Regions from separate parts of the Danio rerio genome. Here region 2 is linked to region 1. The links are chromatin contacts, called in public HiCAR-type maps. All regions are on one chromosome and are shown on one strand. The core of a region is the stretch at or near the end of the contact, and the rest is flanking DNA. Distances in the headings are between cores, read along the strand shown.

The links. HiCAR-type assays count read pairs that join an accessible place to other places.
Region 2: a HiCAR-type map of caudal fin shows a contact between it and region 1, with 8 times the contacts expected there. The contact joins the promoter of calm3b here to the promoter of zgc:110782 in region 1. A contact is called at or near these places in 2 of 18 Hi-C or Micro-C datasets (caudal fin and hematopoietic stem cells) and 2 of 4 datasets of contacts at active chromatin or transcription factors (caudal fin and embryo).

The regions. Positions count from the first base shown.
Region 1 is chr21:30,244,202-30,247,044 of GRCz12tu, reverse strand. zgc:110782 reads left to right here and starts at 1,412. Exons shown (of 2, transcript NM_001013485.2): 1 at 1,412-1,471.
Region 2 is chr21:29,798,004-29,800,793 of GRCz12tu, reverse strand. calm3b (calmodulin 3b (phosphorylase kinase, delta)) reads right to left here and starts at 1,257. Exons shown (of 6, transcript NM_199570.1): 1 at 1,178-1,257; 2 at 365-395. The coding sequence starts at 1,180. slc3a2b (solute carrier family 3 member 2b) reads right to left here. Exons shown (of 9, transcript NM_201514.2): 9 at 2,348-2,790. The coding sequence ends at 2,746.

The DNA of each region.
Region 1 (2,843 bases), core at 163-2,662:
CTGATAAACGGCATTGTCCATTATTGGTATGAACCCATCTATTACTGTTAGGATGCTTTAGCTTTAACATTTAGAAATGAAAGTTTAAAAAAAACACTACAATAAACAATAAAATAAAGCAAACAAAATCTAATTAGTTCAAGATATAAAAATGTGAACATGCCTTTCAGGGTCATTTTCAGGAAACTAATTATTGTGCCAAGTTTGTCCCTATGATTTAATATAGGTATAATAAGCTTTTGAAATGGGTCACATGTAATGGTGACTATTCATCGCCACAATATTTAAATGAGTTGCATCGAAAAATATTTATTTAATTTTAAATATAAAGTTTACAGTAGCTGTACTTTATCCTAGTTTTATTTTGCTATAGAAGTTTTGCATATTACCCTCACAACACAAAGCAAATGATTTATTAAAAATGGTGATATAAAAAAACCCAACATTTTATGTCTGGGTCATTTTGGGTCAGGTATGTATAGAGAAACCCTTACGTGTTAAAATACCTTTTTTTTAATTGTCTCAAGTTAGTGTTATTTTTTTACTAAAAGTTTTTTAAAGAACAATACAAAATACTAAATGTTCTTATTTTATTATTGTTTTGAACAATGAGTTAAATTTTAAAGTAATTTAATAAAGTTTACACTAATTTTCAAACTATATTTTCCTTTAAATTTTAGACTGTGGCTTTTGATTATGACTGTTTTTATAAATTATAATTTTCCCAGATGTATTATGGGGGTTAACCACGAGTATTTTGACTTAGTCTGTCCTCCTATGGGTCTTAAAATATATGTATGGAAAAATATATGGAATAAAGTTTCATGCAAAGTAGGCATACACAGCACTCATAATACAGCTAGCTGTTTTTTTCTGACAGTGACACAAAAATATTAGTTTGCTTGGGATATGATATCCTATAACAGTGGATGAACTGACTTATGAAGACAGGGAGTTAAAGGGTTTGAGGGTTGAGAACTACTGTAGACAATTAAATGTGAAATAATAAAAGTGAGAACTGCAGTTTGGTCCAGCTATTGACTGGGTGTCATTTTCTCAAGATAAGACAGTTCTTCCGAATGATAAATGTAATGCAATTGGATTTATTTAGGGTTTAATATGCTTCTTAACTGCTCATTTCCATGTATGTTTTACATATCTGTTGGTGAATAAAGGCAACATGATGGCTATTTAAAAAATTCTGTGTCGTGGATTTGTTTACCTCATCATTGCTCTGTTATTTTCTGCGGTCCTGTAATGTTCCCTACCCCATATTCCCTGAACACGCTCACAAAAGAACAACTGACCATACAATGATCACAGCGTCGATAAACGCGCCCTCCGCTGCCCGAAAACGAACCCTGCGCCTGCATCACAGGGAACTGCTCAAGCGGATGTGACGTCAGTGCGCAGTGGAGGAGCACGCGGGATTGAATCAACAATTTGACGTTCCTGTCAACGTTGTACGCTTGTGAGTATAAACCTCAAACTAGCCTAATCACAAAAAAATAAAATAATTTATGTTCTAGTTAATGTCATTAGTTATTATCAAACAAGTAATGTATGTATTTATAGTAACTTTTGTCAGTTGTAGTTTAGTATACGGTTAGGATTATTGTACTTTCACGAGATCAAAGTTGGTGTTTGAAGGTATGCAAGTTAAATTTAAACTTTATTAAACATGTCCAGGGAGTGTGATCTGATAATTATCTTGGATTGTCTACAATTAATCAATCATATTCAAGCTTGTAGCCTATATTAAGACTAGCTTCCCACGGGTAAAGCTAATACCGTAAATGTTTTTGGGTTCCATTTTAAATGGGTGTGCTTCACAATAAAAGGTTGGTGCTTGTCCAATTTTATTTTTTTTTTTGTCCAATTATTATTTTTAAATAAGCCGCTAAAGTCAAAAAGCAGGGGCCACTAAACTGTTTCCTGAAAGGCCAGTGTCCTGCAGATTTTAGCTCCAACCTTGATCAAACACACCTGAACTAGTTTATCAAGGTCTTATTAGGTATACTTGAAATATACAGGCAGGCGTGTTAAGGCAAGTTGGAGCTAAACCCTGCAGGGACACCGGCCCTCCAGGACCGGGATTGGTGACCCCTGTTGTAAAGTAATCCAAACAAAAACGAAGCAAATCACAGCCTTACAAATTTAGCTTTAAAGCAAACACGTCTATGAAACTTGGACAAAAAGACAAATGTGGGATGGCATAACAGTTATTTCTTAACATCTTTAATACAGGAAAGAACTACCCAAAATGAATCTAAAAATATATTCATTTTTTGAACTAATTCAACTGTTATTTTTCTATATTTAAGATATATTAATTCATATATAAATTAATTACTGCAAACAAATGGCTTAAACATAAGTTCATACAAATAGCCCGAGTTCATACCAGATCTGACTTTAACCATGACAAAACAAAAGATCTGTACTTGTAATGATATGATTTAAAAGTCTGTTTGAAATCAAAATTTACAATATTTATTTTGCTGGTGCACATTGTTATTTTTTAGGTGAACAATTAATCCAATGCAAATTAATCCACTTAATTTTTGGTTTTTGTTTTATTAATCTTTATTCAAAGTCTGACATTTTGCTTTGCATTAGGAGTGGCAGTTCTTCTCTGTTGACGTCAGTTTTGACAGCTGTAGCTAGAATATTCTTAAGCATGCCATCTAGCATTACTTTGCTACAAAGACATGTGCAAAGAGAAAGCCCTGCCCCATTCTCAATATTCTATTATAATAGGAATTAAATCAACATACTGAAATTTAAGTCTCATCAACTTCCAGATCATTAATAATTTGTTGACAGTTTAATTCCCAAAAAGT
Region 2 (2,790 bases), core at 8-2,507, 450 kb after region 1:
AAACACCTATCTAAGTTTCATTAAATTGTAAAACAATTTTGAAATGTAAAACTTGGCAGTTTGTGATGAGGGTGGAGTTCAGTAAAAGGTTTAAAGTACTATTTATATGCTATGGCAAGGTCTTATTAAAAATGGTCTTCCCAAGATAAACACTAAAATGTAAAGCTTTGAATGTAGAGTGAATCAATATTTGATCAAGTCAAACAGAATATTTTTTCTATTTGCTGTCAATAGAACCCACCAGTGAACGTATGACATTAATATAACTTCGTTTGTCTAAAATAAGAAAAGTAAATACACCTGTGATGGGGAGTAAATTCTTTGATATTGTTCTTTCTATGAACCATTCAATTATTCTCCTTACCAGCAATCTGCTCCTCTGTTAGCTGATCAGCCTACAAGGAAGAACACAAAAGGCAATAATTAATTATAGATTATAATAAAGATTGTTTCAAGTCATCCTGAAGCTCTACTTCCTATATTGCGTGAACTGAACGTGTCCAACACCTGATAGCGCGTTTTACAAGTTTGATGATGTCATTCGTCACTACAACGCCCAACTCATGGCTCTGTGAATTAGCAAAACGCCGCTGTCACGGCAGACTACACTGCTGCATTTGACTAAAATAGCATACGCGCTGTTTTAAATGCATTTGAATATGGCTTATACGATAGTTAGAGGGCAACTGAATAAATTAGTTTACATCCGATCTCAAATTATAAACAAATATTAGGGAAAAAGCTGAGCCATTTTGCACAAGAATGTTCATGGTCCTGTCTAAGGTAAATGAGGCCGAGTTGTACATCCATCAACGATGTTTTTCGAGCCGTTGCCTGCCGACGCCGACATGAGGCGAGCTAGCAACAGGGAATCAATCAAGGATGTGCTAGTAAAACGCATTTCACGCTGTAAACACATGGCACAATTTTGAGACAATATGAAGTGCTGCAAAATATTTACGTTGCATTGTGAAGTGTGAAAACTGCGTGTAATCCGTTTTTAAGTGACGTTTGCCCTGGAGCTCGCGCGCTCTTTCAACAGAATGACGGCTAGCTCCCGAGGAGCTAAGCTAACGCTAGTCCATTCACACCTATCACCTCGCCATTACACCCAGTCATTTTTGTATAGCTACGTTTTACTTTGGCTATTAGGATAAAGCAATGAAGCCGTGCTTACCATTGTATTTTAGTGTGGACTACGTTGCTCGTTACGTAGAGAAAATAAACGAAAATCCAAGCGTTGCTTCCCACCCGTGCGATTGTCAAGCACTATCTTCTGCTGCTGTGCGCCCAAATTTCAATATCACTCCGCCTTGGCTCTTCGGTCCAAAGTGGGACGTCGCACTCCTTGACAACAAAGCTGTTGCTATGGTATCCCTACACCACGGAGATAAAATGTTTGAACTCCAAATCAAAAAAATTAAAGCGTTTTATTTTCTTTTAATGAATCAATATAGTGTTATCATCGGTTTTTAGCATTATCCTTCCTAAATGCTATAGCAAACAACGGCGGCTTTCGCTTGAGCGTATGTTCCGAGAGTTTATATATAGAAGTGTGATGGCGTTCGTCAGCTGACCTAGGAAATGTCTTTTGATTGGTTATCAGCCACCTGCAATGCGTCAGGGAGTCCTCGAAGAGAGCAGCTCTTAAAGGAACAGACGCGGAAAACTGAGTTGTGCATATTGTGCTGCAGTTGCCTGAGACACTTGTTATAATAATTACGGCACTTTAAGTCAATGCCTTTATTTTGGACATATTATTATTTATAAAAGTAAAAAAAACGCACAAACTTAGATTGTAAGCAACCACTGTGTGTTACCTGAAAATGTAGGCTTGGTCAGGTTTGTGGTCCCCCATGAGTAACTGACCCAGAAAAGTTTGTGAGAAGGTAAGAGGACATGAGGAAAGAGCTCATTTATCTGTGTGATTTTGAGTATGTAACTATTTCCGTTTAGATCTAAACAGTACACATAATATCAGTCATATCAGACTTTTTTGTTCAGATGATTAAGTCTCAGAGATCTCGTATAACTTACATATGAGACAGTTTCCCTCATCACTCTTGAGCCGATCTCTGTAGGGGTTCATAAATCCGTAATGCATTAAAATAGCCAGGTGAGACTGAGCTCTCCATATGCATAATGAATAGCTCTAAATAAAGAAGTCATTAGTAGAGACACCTGATATCATGCTATGCTGGAGACAATGAGAGCTGCTCCATTTTATGGTGGCAGATTTTAATAATTCAACCACGTCTCTGTTACATCTCATTATGCTGGCAACACTTATGAAAATAAATGAGGGAACCCCACCTGAAAGAATACAATGACACAACAAACAAAGATGAACTGCTTAACTTAATTTATTGTCCACGGCTTTCATTTTCATGCGTCTTTTTTCAATTACATTGAAGAAGAAACAGTTATTTTAAAGTTGGTGTAGGACACTGTTTAAAACTAAAAAACACACATTAAAAAAAGGTCTAAATAAAAAAAATGTATTTTCTTTCCACGGAATGTATCTATAGTAACAACAAATGTAAAACTACCAGCTTCAGAGTTCAGTTTAGTAGTCATGTTCAGTTTAGGCTGTGCATGTGTCACTTGTAACAGTACAATCTGATGCTCTAAGCCAGTGTTGTAGAACTAAAAACAGGATAAATACTGTAACAGAACAGCCAAATCAAATACTTTTGCATGTAACAATCAATGACCTCACACTAGCTACGAGTTTACAAGGCATCTTTAAGATGTGTATGGAAACTTCAGCATTATACCTTCTCCTGGGTT